Regions from separate parts of the Mus musculus genome. Here region 2 is linked to region 1. Evidence: chromatin contacts called from public HiChIP or PLAC-seq data. All regions are on one chromosome and are shown on one strand. The core of a region is the stretch at or near the end of the contact, and the rest is flanking DNA. Distances in the headings are between cores, read along the strand shown. Region 1 has its middle 120 kb from the start of Wls. Region 2 holds the start of Wls (wntless WNT ligand secretion mediator).

Evidence for each region. HiChIP or PLAC-seq counts read pairs in DNA pulled down with a chosen protein or histone mark.
Region 2: a contact with region 1 is called in a RAD21 HiChIP or PLAC-seq map of pro-B cells, with 2.9 times the contacts expected there. The contact joins the promoter of Wls here to the enhancer-like site in region 1. A contact is called at or near these places in 5 of 39 promoter capture datasets (the 3T3-L1 cell line, the C10 cell line and embryonic stem cells), 2 of 15 datasets of contacts at CTCF or cohesin (the NIH/3T3 cell line and pro-B cells), 11 of 484 Hi-C or Micro-C datasets (the C2C12 cell line, the HL-1 cell line, cortical neurons and 5 more), 10 of 115 datasets of contacts at active chromatin or transcription factors (the NIH/3T3 cell line, the SCID.adh cell line, a colorectal cancer cell line and 5 more) and 3 of 9 other capture datasets (adipose tissue, embryonic stem cells and pancreatic islet).

The regions. Positions count from the first base shown.
Region 1 is chr3:159,720,055-159,727,215 of GRCm38.p6, reverse strand. No RefSeq gene overlaps it. Among named protein-coding and RNA genes, the nearest start is that of Wls, 120 kb to the left of the region's middle. Within about 2 kb of position 2,470, at least 4 of the 459 cell types and tissues checked have an H3K27ac peak or open chromatin away from gene starts, as enhancers often do. A contact at or near this core is called in pro-B cells, where this site is marked.
Region 2 is chr3:159,834,386-159,841,216 of GRCm38.p6, reverse strand. It overlaps Wls (wntless WNT ligand secretion mediator), which reads right to left and starts at 1,567. Exons shown (of 12, transcript NM_026582.5): 1 at 1,170-1,567. The coding sequence starts at 1,275.

The DNA of each region.
Region 1 (7,161 bases), core at 1,221-3,720:
ATACACATACATACATACATACATACATACACACACACACACACATGAATGTCATAAACAAGTCACGCTAAATAAAGTCAAATGTGATTGGAAAATTATGGTAATTTGTTAGTTGCATTTCAGGGTCATCATTCATATGGACCAAATGCATGTACTAGCTGGTGACTTGGTCACTGTTTTATTGCTAGGAAGAGACACCTTGACCAAGAAACTCTTGTAAAAAGAAAGGACTTAACTGGGGACTTCCTCAGAGACTTAGTCCACGCTCATCATGGCAGGTAGTATGGTAGCAGGCAGGCATGGAATGGAGAAGTAGCTAAGAGATACATACTGATGTGAAAGAAGTGGGTGAGAGACTAGACCTGGCATGGAGTTTTGAAAATTCAAAGTCCCTCACCCCCACACCCTGCCAGTGACACACTTCCACCAGCTAACAAGGCTTTACCTCCTAAAACTTCTAATCTTTCCAAATAGTGCCACTCCCTGATGCCTAAGCATTCAAATATATGATGAGCCTATGGGGATCATTCTTATTCAAACCAGCAGAGCTTCTTAGTGATTTATCTCCCTTGTAAGAAAGTTCTTTAAGTAAGTTAGTTTAGGTCCTCTAGTCATACTCTGTTACAAGTAAAAGGCACTACATTTCCAAATAGGTGACCTAAATGGAGGAATTTGAGGCTTTCTGTATGCAAAGTTGAAATCAAAAGCATTGTGACACTGGATTTATACTCAACATTATTACTTGGGGTTTGTTGTATATTTTGTGCAGCACACATGACTATTCATACATACACATGCATGCACACATGCATGCACAGAATGCTTTATCAGGTTCACTCAAAGACTGGTTTCTTTTATGAAGAGTAAATTGTTTTCTATCTGTATATCACATGACCCAGAATGGTGTTGGAGAGAGAAAGAAGGGGAGAAAGATGAGGGGAAAATAGAGACAGAGTAAAAGCAAAGAGGACAAAAAAGAGATGAGAGACAGGGAAGTCTAAAGATTGAAAAAGCAATGTTATTATACCATTAGATTACTCTTAAAAAGTTGTCAAGAAACATACAGCAAAACAGATGAGAGTTTCCTATATATATAAGTAAAGATCATTGTTGTCTATTGCATGCCACCACCTCTTTTGAACTGGGCTGGAGGAAATGTGGTCAATTCATGGTCTTCTCTCATATGTTGCTATTCTCAGTGCATGGCTGTGTGAGTATACTCATTATCCACAGCTGTCAACCCATGATAGTTAAAGTGGTCAATAATTTGTTATTAAAATTTTGCCACTGCAGAAAAATAGCAGTGGTAAAATAGAAAATTCATTTGCAGAAGGTATAAAGAATATTAGTACACAATTTTTAATAATTGGGGCAAATAGGGCTGTTTTTCATTTTCCAAATCAAGGATAAAGATTTGTTAAGAATTCTATGCCACCTTCATTGTTTTATTTCATTTTATTCTCAGAAAAATGTTGTGAGATTTTTGTCACAGATACTGCTGTGGTTTTTTTGTTTTTGATTTTTTTGTTTTTGTTTCTTTTTCTCCACCATATTTTAGGAAAGGAAACTCAGGAAATAGTCTTAGGTTTATGGGGGTAAAAAAAACTTTTCTGAACCTTATCAGGGTCAGTGTTGGGAAGTCTATAGTAAAAGGCATGTTAATAAGAGAAAATCATTCGAATGAATTTATTTAATATAATTTGTGTGACCCAGGGGCCTTCTGAGATGAAGACTCATATAGTAGGGAAGCTATTAAGTATTCATGCTGACTTAGTGGAGAAAAAAATTAGCAGGGACAGACTGGAGGAACTTGATGAACCTTGTTTGTTCAGGTTGCCTCCATGCCTTTTGAGTATCCTCTGGTTGTAGAAAGGCATCTCTGGACTGAGGCCTTTCTGACTTGCTTCAGAGGAAAAGGGTTAAGGAAAAAAAGAACGATCTTGCTTCTGACATCTTTTCGAAATCCAAGGTACAATATTTGTGGGTATTTTGTCTTGAATCCAACTGGTATCAAAAAAGTAGGCAATCCTGTGTGTTCATAAAGGCGCCTCTGTTCTCCTAACCCCCCCCCCCCCCACCATTCTGTACTATTGCATTAGGAGGTTCCTAAAAGGTTTAAGGACTTACTATATACTCAATTTACAATACAGAAAAACTAAAGATTAGAGGTAAAGTGACTTGTCTGTGTACATAAGCCCCAATTCTAAATTTTCACAAATATCTTAGGAAGCATGCTTCTTGAGAGGTAGCACCAGCTTCACACCAGGGTAACTTGGTGTTCAGGTGTTGTGGTAACCTAGAGCCTTTAACTGAAGTATGTGATAGGAACTGTCTTCTGGAATTTCAGACCTTCTTCTGGGCTTGAGACAAAGCAGTGCAGTTCCTTTAAACAGTAAGTGGCTACTTTGTTTGCTTTAGTCCAGGGTAGCTCCTAGGACCGACTAGAAAATGGGGAATAACCAGTGCACTATGTATAGCAATCCTGCCAGCTAGTGGTCAAAAGATGTATGTACCTAACCTACCCAAGGCAGGCTTTTGTTCTGCTTCTTCTTCCTCTTTTTTTTTTTTTTATTATTATTATTAGATATTTTCTTTTTTTACATTTCAAATGCTATCCAGAAAGTTCCTTATACCCTCTCCCTGCCCTGCTCCAATACTCACCCACTCCCACTTCTTGGCCCTGGTGTTCCCTTGTACTGGGGCATATATAGTTTGCAAGACCAAGGAGCCTCTCTTCCCAATGATGGCCGACTAGGCAATCTTCTGCTACATATGCAGCTTTTAGAAGGTGGCTTTAAAAAATAGTGTATGGGGAGCTTGAGAGCTGCTTCAGTGGTGAAAAACAAGTCAAAAAAGGCATACTCATCACTTCTCTACCTTTATTGTTTGTTAAAAACAGAATTTTTTCAGGTCTTGGCTCTCAGGAAAAGCCCAACCTCTTTGTACCTTTGTACCTAAACTTCACTTACTATCCACTCCACCTTTTCCTACTGCCCCTTTGTTATTTATCCCATATGATATTTTAAATTTTATTTTAATTATTTTTAATTATGTGTAGGTGGGGTGATGTTGAAGATAGAGGTGTCTGGTCTTCCAGAGGGCTGGAATTAATATGGGTGCTGGGAATTGAATTCAGGTCCTCTAAAAGAACAATACATGTTCTTCACCACCAAACCATCTCTCCAGCACCTCCCCACCAGAGTTATTTTTTTTAGATTTATTCTTTGTGTGTGTGTGTGTGTGTGTGTGTGTGTGTGTGTGTATTTTGCCTTATGCATGTTTGTGCCCCACATTGTTACTTTGTGCCTGGAACTAGAGTTATAGATGGTTGTAAAACACCATGTGGGTGCTAGTTCATCTAGCTCCCTGTTGGGCACATTCCATAATTTGTTTGTATGTGATCATCATGGCAGCCTTGCAGAATATGCATTGTATTTAAAAATGAGAAAATAAAACTCAAGAGTGGCAAAGTCATTTTCTTTTCATTATATGAGATATAAACTGATCTAAAACTAAGTGCACCAAGAATATATTATGATTACTGAAAAAAATGTTAGTTTTTAAATCAACTCTTACTAGGGAACCAGACACCTTATACACTGGCATAAAAATATAACCAATATCAGCCAGGCAATATGTCTCCACTAGAGCCAAACAACCTGACCACAGCAGACCCTGAATATCTCCACATATCTGAAGAACAAGAATAAGACTTTAAAACAGCTTTTATGAATGTGGTAAATGTTCTTAAAGAAATGAATACACCTTGAAAGAAGTTTAGGACATTACAAACAAACAGTGAAAGGAAATAAATAAAACTGTCCAAGACTTGAAAATGGAAATGCAATCAATAAGGAAAAGCCAAACTGAGGGAATTCTGAAAATGAAGAATATAGAAATGCAAAGAGAAACTACAAAATTATGTTTCATGATTAGCATACATACAAGAGATAGACAAGAGAATCTCAAGCTTTGAATATAAGATTCAAACACTCTGGAAGTCAGTCTGGCGGTTCCTCAGAAAATTGGACATAGTACTACTGGAAGATCCAGCAATACCTGTCCTGGGCATATACCCAGAAGATGTTCCAACTGGTAATAAGAATATATATCAGATCAAGAGAACATTAAATTTAAAAAATTCCTGACACAAAACATCAATCTGATATACTATGGAAAGATCAAGTAATAGGAACAGAGAAAGGAGAAGGAAATCCATATTAAAGGCCCAGAAAATATTTTCAACAAAATCAGAATGTTTTCTTAACTTAAAGAAGAAGGTGCCTGCAAAGGTATAAGAGGCATATAGAACAGTGTGACGGTTTGTATATCCTTGGACCAGGGAGTGGCACCATCTGACTGTGTGGCCTTGTTGGAATAGGTGTGACCTGGTTGGAATGGGTGTGTCACTGTGGGCATGGGTATAAGATCCTCACCCTAGTTGCCTGGAAGTCAGTCTTCCACTAGCAGCCTTTGGATGAAGACATAGAACTCTCAGCTCCTCCTGCGCCATGCCTGCCTGGATACTGCCATGCTCCCACCTTGATGATAATGGACTGAACCTCTGAACCTGTAAGCCAGCCCCAATTAAATGTTGTTTTTTATAAGACTTGCCTTGGTCATGGTGTCTGTTCACATCACTAAAACCCTAACTAAGACAGAGTTGGTGCCAGGAGTGGGGATTTGCTGTGATAGGCCTGACCATGTTTTTATTTGAAAGGATGTGGATTTTGGGACTTTGTACTTGGAAAGCAATGGAATGCTTTAAATGGGACTTAATGGGTCATCCTAGTAAGACTATGGAAGACTTAGTTGCTGGGAGTAATTTGAACTGTGTTGACCTGGCCCAAAAGATTTCTTTTTTTTTCTTCCTTTCTTCCAATATATATATGTATATATATATATATATATATATATATATATATATATGTTAGGTATTTTCCTCATTTACATTTTCAATGCTATCCCAAAGGTCCCCCATACCCATCCCCCCAATCCCCTACCCACCCACTCCCCCTTTTTGGCCCTGGCGTTCCCCTGTACTGAGGCATATAAAGTTTGCAAGTCCAATGGGCCTCTCTTTGCAGTGATGGCCGACTAGGCCATCTTTTGATACATATGCAGCTAGAGACAAGAGCTCCGGGGTACTGCTTAGTTCATATTGTTGTTCCACCTATAGGGTTGCAGTTCCCTTTAGCTCCTTGGGTAATTTCTCTAGCTCCTCCATTGAGGGCCGTGTGACTCACCCAATAGCTGACTGTGAGCATCCACTTCTGTGTTTGCTAGGCTCCCCGCATAGTCTCACAAGAGACAGCTACATCTGGGTCCTTTCAGCAAAATCTTGCTAGTGTATACAATGGTGTCAGCGCTTGGAAGCTGATTATGGGGTGGATCCCTGGATATGGCAATCACTAGATGGTCCATCCTTTCGTCACAGCTCCAAATTTTGTCTGTGTAACTCCTTCCATGGGTGTTTTGTTCCCATTTCTAAGAAAGGGTAAAGTGTCCACACTTTGGTCTTTGTTCTTCTTGAATTTCATGCGATTGGCAAGTTGTATCTTATATCTTGGGTATCCTAAGTTTCTGGGCCAATATCCACTTATCAGTGAGTACATATTGTGCGCGTTCCTTTGTGATTGGGTTACCTCACTCAGGATGATACCCTCCAGGTCCATCCATTTGGCTAGGAATTTCATAAATTCATTCTTTTTAATAGCTGAGTAGTACTCCATTGTGTAAATGTACCACATTTTCTGTATCCATTCCTCTGTTGAGGGGCACCTGGGTTCTTTCCAGCTTCTGGCTATTATAAACAAGGCTGCTATGAAAATAGTGGAGCATGTGTCCTTCTTACCAGTTGGGACATTTTCTGGATATATGCCCAGGAGAGGTGTTGCGGGATCCTCCGGTAGTACTATGTCCAATTTTCTGAGAAATCACCAGACTGATTTCCAGAGTGGTTGTACAAGATTGCAATCCCACCAACAATGGAGGAGTGTTCCCCTTTCTCCACATCCTCGCCAGCATCTGCTGTCACCTGAGTTTTTGATCTTAGCCATTCTGACTGGAGTGAAGTGGAATCTCAGAGTTGTTTTGATTTGCATTTCCCTGATGATTAAGGATGTTGAACATTTTTTCAGGTGTTTCTCTGCCATTCAGTATTCCTCAGGTGAGAATTCTTTGTTCAGCTCTGAGGCCCATTTTTTAATGGGGTTATTTGATTTTTTGGAGTCCACCTTCTTGAGTTCTTTATATATATTGGATATTAGTCCCCTATCCGAGTTGGGATAGGAAAAGATCCTTTCCCATTCTGTTGGTGGCCTTTTTGTCTTATTGACGGTGTCTTTTGCTTTGCAGAAGCTTTGCAATTTTATGAGGTCCCATTTCTCAATTCTTGATCTTACAGCACAAGCCATTGCTGTTTTATTCAGGATTTTTTCCCCTGTACCCAAATCTTCGAGGCTTTTCCCTACTTTCTCCTCTATAAGTTTCAGTGTCTCTGGTTTTATGTGGAGTTCCTTGATCCACTTAGATTTGACCTTAGTACAAGGAGATAGAAATGGATCAATTCGCATTCTTCTACATGATAACCGCCAGTTGTGCCAGCACCATTTGTTGAAAATGCTGTCTTTTTTCCACTGGATGGTTTTAGCTCCCTTGTCAAAGATCACGTGACCATAGGTGTGTGGATTCATCTCTGGGGCTTCAATTCTGTTCCATTGGTCTACTTGTCTGTCACTATACCAGTACCATGCAGTTTTTATCACAATTGCTCTGTAGTACAGTTTTAGGTCAGGCATGGTGATTCCACCAGCGGTTCTTTTATCCTTGAGAAGAGTTTTTGCTATCCTCGGTTTTTTGTTATTCCAGATGATTCTGCCGATTGCCCTTTCTAATTCGTTGAAGAATTGAGTTGGAATTTTGATGGGGATTGCATTGAATCTGTAGATTGCTTTTGGCAAGATAGCCATTTTTACAATGTTGTTCCTGCCAATCCATGAGCATGGGGGAACTTTCCATCTTTTGAGATCTTCTTTAATTTCTTTCTTTAGAGACTTGAAGTTCTTATCATACAGATCTTTCACTTCCTTAGTTAGAGTCACGCCAAGGTATTTTATATTATTTGTGACTATTGAGAAGGGTGTTGTTTCCCTAATTTCA
Region 2 (6,831 bases), core at 318-2,817, 110 kb before region 1:
CACCCTAGTCTATAGGAAAAACACCGTACCCACTACTCTCACCCCCTCAAGGGAGCTCCTGCGCTGCCCAGGGACTCCCTCAAGAAGCACAGACCCCTGCTTGAGCTCTTCCACCCAGCCAAGAGCAACAGCCAGCCCCAAGGAAGCTAAGCTGCCCAGCAGCGCCCGCTCCGAAGTTGGCACTGAAGTTTGTCCAAGGATGTCCGGAACCTTGAGGAGAAAGGGACATGAGGTGGAAAAGACAGTAGGAGTAAGTTGAGTTTTCCGAGTGGATCCTAAGGCAGAAGGTCAGTTACGTTCGAAGCCTTTTTTTTTTTTTTTTTTTTTGGTGCGCACTGAGAAAGTCTCCCTGGCGCCTGGGAGCTGTCACCTGAGGGCAGCCCAGGAGGGAGCAGGAAACATCCTCCTGGCGCCAGGGGAGGACCTCAGGCTTCAGACTCACTGGATCTTGGGGCTCAAAGCAGAGGGGGAGGGGAGATGGCAGAGGGGACAAGAGGCAAAAGCAACACCTTTCAGACAGGCTTTCTCCTACGCCCTCTCCAAGTTCGTGCTGAGAGGGCCAGGACTCTCCCAAACCACTCTATGAGTCCTCAGTTCAAACAAGTCCACCGCCAGAGATGGGTGGGGTGGCGGCATGGAAGCCAAGGGCTTAAAGGTTGAGACCCTAAAACCAGCTCTAGTCCCTCGCCGAGACAACCTAATGCATTTACACAAGCCACAGCCAGTAACAGCTCGCGGCTGGCACAGGGCTTAGCTCCCGACTCCCCTGTTATTCCTAATAAAGTCGATTACGTTGCCCTCCCGGTGCTGATTGGAAGGGAACCGAGAGGGAAAGGGGGGCGGGCGAGGGAAAGAGCACGGGGAGCAATCAACTTTGCGACCCAGCACTTCCTCGCGATCCGTCGCCATGCTTAAGATCCACCCCCACCCCCTCCTGCCTTTCAAGTGGATACTGAAACTAGGCCAAAACTTTTCCCCTCCTTTTCTCTTTGCCACTAGACTGGATTGTGCCCCATGGAGCCCCATGGAGCTCTGCTTTCTTAAGCACAATAGCCGGACTAATTAGATCATAGAGGCAAGGCAGCGATACTGTAACAAGTAGCCCAAGAGGCAAAAGAGGGAAGGGCCGAAGAAAGGGAAAGGGGAAAGTTTGCAGCTCTCACACTTACCGATCAAGCCTCCCACCAGAAAGGCAACGATTTGGAAAACCAGAAGAATCCCTCCAACAATGCAGAGCTTCTTGGTACTCATGTTTTCTATAATTGCCCCAGCCATTTCTGCGACCCCCTTTCTTTTCTCCTTTAAGTAAATGTTTTAGGGTATGCTTTCGCTTCCCCTCTCCTTCTTCCTTGCCCTCTTTTCCTGGTGCTGCAAAACTTCAAGGGTGCGTTAGCAGAGGAGGTGGGACAGACCGCAGGCGCCCGCGCGGATGCCTGGGCGAAGCCGCTTGGGCTCCCCAGATGCCCAGAGCTGAGACTGCGGCCGCCCGGCAGCCAGTGGACGCTTAAAGAAGCAGGGAAGCGGATCACATGACACGCCTCCCTCTCTTTCTTCCTCCCTCCCTCTCGCGCTTCCTCCCTCCCTCCCTCCCTCTCTTCCTCAACCCTGGCCCGCCAGTTCAGGGATCTCAGCTCCCGCCAGCTCTGGCTACCCGCCCTCAGGTCTGGCCTGCAGCTTGCCCCGGCAACAGCTAACATCTTGAGGGGGGTCGGGTGGCTGGTGTTGTTAAATGGGCTTGGCATACGCAGTCTCTACCATGTTTCCTTTTCGGGTTCCCAAAGTATGGGATTTAAGTTACTCATGGGCCTCTTTGCAAACCCTTAACTTACATGTTGAACCCACCCCACCACCAGCCATTTGAACGCTAGGAAAGAGGTGAATTTTAAAAAGGAGTCTAATGAAGTTAAGTCAAAGTATAAAGAGAAGAAATAAGGTCTCTGTTCTGGTACCTTCTGCCTTGCCCTATCCTGGAATTATAACCCGCTAAATTCCTCATTACACGGCCCTTCAAGAGCCTTATTATCCAGACAAATCAAACGTCTGTTCCTTACTCTACCCTGGACTGCCAGTCTTGGTGTTGACTATTACCTAAACGCTTTAAAGTTCATTGAAAACTCGACTTGTTTTAAAATTCTTGTTTTGGTTTTTTACACCACCTTTATGTTCCAAGGGTCGATCCCCTCCAATCATGCTCTCACATTTTCACCTTCTATAAGGTCTTATGAATGCACATTTGTTTCCATTACTAAGCTGTAAATTTCTGGGAGACTGGGACCAAGTTCAATTCTCTTTGTATCTGCCCCCACCCCTCAGTGCCTAACAAAATTCTCACACTAGGAGACCCTGCATGAACTTTGGTGGAATGAATAAATGAGTGAATGTTTAAGCAAGCCCACAGCTTGCATTTAAAAAGCCTAAAGGACTTTAGTTGGGTAGGTAGTATACATGTTAAATAGTACCAGTTAGAGTTTCAGGTGGGTGGTCACAGCTACTAGGAGGCTGAGTCAGGAGGATTAGTAATTTACGACCAACCTGGATAATTTTAGAGACCCTATCTCAAAACAAAAACTAAAAAGTGATCTGGGCCTCTTGTTTAACTTGATCTGAGGTCCTAGATTCAAACCCCATGGAAGGCAGAGGAGGAAAGAGAATGTTAGCTCTTTGAGAGATTTACTTATATTGATACACTACATCCAAGGAAAAGTGGTGATCTTAAGAGATTTCTTGATAAGGCTGACCCAAACTCCAGGGCCTGGTTTTTCCATGTTTCATAAACTGTCTATTTAGCCAATGCAACTCAAATCACACATTAGCTTTATAAAGGTACCTCCTGGCCTCCCAGTACAGGTTTCCAAAGCCACCAGCATACCTGATTTCTTGCTTCTTGTCATCTTCCTGTGGAGGAACTATTTACTGTCCTCTTCTTCCTTCAGTTACTTGTCCAACATTTGCTTACAATCTTAATGTGTTTTCTTTTCCTTCCTGAGCACTAGAGATTATATCAAAACTTCAAGAGTATTCTGAAGGAACTACAGGGTAGTTGTGATTCACTGTATAATGATTTTCCAAATTGTAATTGCTGTGTGTGTGTGTGTGAGAGAGAGAGAGAGAGAGAGAGAGAGGAAGAAGAAGAAAGAGGGAGGAGGAGGAGGAGGAGGAGAGAAAAAGAAGGAAGGAAAAGGAAAAAGGAGGGAAGGGAGGAAGAAATTGATATCCTTATTCCATAGGGATCCTGCTGGAAACTGGATAATGGGATTGCTAAAACTGAAGTGTTCATTTCAATTGGCTCATGGCCCTTTAAGAATCATCTTTTTATATCACCGTCCCTGCTTCATCAAGCCTAAGCATAAAATCAGATAGAGTCTTAGTTACTTTTCTATATCCATGATAACACATCATGACCTTGACAATTTCTAGAATAAAGAGTTTATATGGACTTACAGTGCCAGTGAGTGAGAGTTCATGATTTTAGAGTAAAGGTATGGCAAAGGAACAGTTGATTCCCAAGTAGGAGGGAGAGGGAAAGATAACAGGGAATCCCTGAGCCGTTTGAAACTTCAAATTCTACCCCTGGTGAAAACTCTTCTCTGATAAGACCACATTTCTTCCTCCTTCCCAAAACAAAACAAAACAACACAAAACAGAACAAAAGGTTCTACCAATTGAGAAACAAGTGTTTAGATACATAAGCCTATGGAGGCAATCTCATTCAAACCATTACAGTTACCTTCCATGTATCATTGGTCTTGAATAGGTTTCTTTGCATATATAATGGAAAGCTTTGAGTAAATGTGTTATTCTTTTCTCATAGAGTGGGTTTTGTGATAGGAGTTTCTCCATGAGATGCTTTTAAATTTCAGTTTCTGTTGTCTTTGTAAATATTAATAATGACTATCAAAATTCATTTCCCAATTTGATAACATAAATATGTAGAAAAAAGGCTTAAATGTTTTTCCTGGAATGGAATCTAGATTCCTGCCCCTGCTGTGTGAAACTACAGTACATTATAGTTAATAGTGCGCTCCAAGGCTCAATGTTCTCACCTATAAAAGAAAAATGATAATAATACCAAGCGTATGGTATGTTCTTACAAGGTATAGACACTTATATAAGTGTATAAGAAGACACAACAATTGAATCAATAATCTTGATCAAAGAAAGAAAGCTAGAAACTCTGGTGCTTTCTGAGCATGCACAAAACCCTAGTTTTAATCCTAGCAGTGCATAAACTGGGTATGGTGGCACACATCTGTAATCCCAGCACTCAACAGGGAAGATCAAGAAGATCAGAAGTCATCCTTCATATATGGAATTTGAGGCCAGCCTAAGATATATGAGTTTTTCTCTTAAAAAAAAAAAAACTAGTAAGGCTAATCAGAGATTAGTTGTTTCTCAGATATAACATTTGATCATGTTATGAATATTTTTAATAAGTATTATCTTGCTATTTATTAAAGTTGCTGTATACTCATGACCTTCTTGTTTTGGACTCCTAGATGATGATATTACAAGTGTGTGTCACCACAACCAGCCTACAAACACACTTTTTGAAGCACACTTTTGAAGATGACCAGAAGATTATTTCCACTTGACAATAGTACTTGTAAAAAAAAAAAAAAAAAAAAAAAAAAAAAACAACATTAAAAAAATTGCTCCCTGAAACAGAGAGACATGGCTCAGTGTGTAAGAGAAAGTATGAATGACCTGAGTTTGAACCCCTAGCATATAGATTAAAAACAAAGCAAAACAAAACAAAACCAAAACCAATTATGGATGCACATGCCTGTAACTCTTGCACTGTAGAAGGCAGAGAAAAGGATATTATTGGGGTTTGCTAGCTACCAGCCTGGCTCCAAGTACAGTGGGAGACCCTTTGTCAAGGGGATGAGGATTAAGAGTGATAGAGCAAGACATGTATGTTCTTCACTAGCCTCTGTACATATGTGTGTGGGTATGTAACCATCACCCCCCCACACGTACATGTACACACACAGTTGCCCCCATCCATCAAAGAAATGTTTATTTTGAGTCATCAGAGAGATGATTCCAGTATAGGGTCTGGAGAGGTAGTTAAGTAGTTAAAAGCATTTGCCACCTTTTCAAAGAAACTGAGTTTGGCTTGCAACACTCAAGGTGGATATCTCACAGCTGCTTCTAATTCTAGCTTCAGGGAATCCAATGCCCTCTTTTAGTCTCCATGGGCATCTGTACCCCCTGTCCCATGCCACACATGCACACACACTCATATAAACAAACAAGCAAGCAAACAACAACAAACAGATGGGTTAGAGAGGTGGCTCATCAATTAAGAGTACTGGCTACTTTTCAGAAGACCCCAGTTTAATTCCCAGCATCTACATAATGTCTGACAACTGTCTAAAAATCCAGGTCCAGGGGATCCATAGGTACTGAATATTTAAGGTATATAGTAATACATGCAAAACATATTAAATAAAAAATTTGAAAAAGATAGAATAAAGTACAAAATCCAACTCCGATAGTCTTGTTATTTATCATTTTATTTCAATCTTTAGCATATGGAAAGTCAAAGAGATGTGAAATACATCTTTGCTGATGAATATCTAACTGAGGATAGATAAAATCTCCTCACTTCAATTCCCACAAGGAGTTTATTAGCTAACTTCTTATATGATCCCTATGTACTAGGGTGCTATACTTGTGGTGTTTTTTTTTGTTTGTTTTTTGTTTTTTGTTTGTTTTTTGTTTTTTGTTTTTTTGTTTTTTGAGACAGGGTTTCTCTGTATAGCCCTGGCTGTCCTGGAACTCACTCTGTAGACCAGGCTGGCCTCGAACTCAGAAATCTGCCTGCCTCTGCCTCCCGAGAGCTGGGATTAAAGGCGTGTGCCACCACACCCAGCTGTTTTTTGTGATCATAACTTTCTTGAAAGCTTCTTAAACAGAAAATAGTGACTGACTGTAGCACACCTCCTGGCACAGAGAAAGGTTCAGGTCCGTCTTTCAGGAGCCAAGAGCAGTGTGATGTTATTTTCTTTGCAGAAGATGATCTGTGGAGATCTAAAATAATTAAATACACCTCTTTAAAAACCTAATTTACTTCCCGGAGGAATCTAACAAGAATAGTAACCCACTCTGGAGCTTCTGTTTTTACTGTGGTAGTTTTTATCCATAAAAACATCCAGATAGCTTCCCGTTGGTGATATTTTCTATTTGTGTGTGTGTGAATGAGCCTCACTATGAGTTCACACTTTGCTATTCAGTGTTACCCCCCTACTCAATTGTCTTATTTTATATGTAAATAAAGGATTTTTCCTAGTGCATCCTTTCACACACTAACTTTAGAAAGGAACTCTTGAAATAAAAATAGTTCAACATAATGTTCATATGAAATTGTTTAATATACACCTCAGCCTCTTCCCCCTTTAGACCTCACTCCCATCGTAAGATTTCCATTTTGGCTTTCCATTCACTTTTCATATTTATTCCAGACATTAGCTTTATTTAGTTCTAGCCTTATGTCTTACTGGTTATATAACACAGGATATGACCTACCCTTTAAACATTTTCTTTAGTTTCTCTTTTCTCAACTATTTAAAAATATCAATAATACCAAACATAAGTAATGATGAACATTAAAGAAAATAATGTGATTGTGCCAAACACAGAGTAGGCATTTAAAAAATGTTGCAATTATAAGGGAGGTAGTTTCTGTTCCCAGAGAGCAGAACAAAACAAAACAAACCATAAATCACCTAATTATAGTCTCTCTTATTAAATTACCTCTTTGAACCCAGGCAACCTAGAAGGGCAGGTTAAAAAAAAAAAAAAACTTTATAGGTTTCCAGAAGCCTC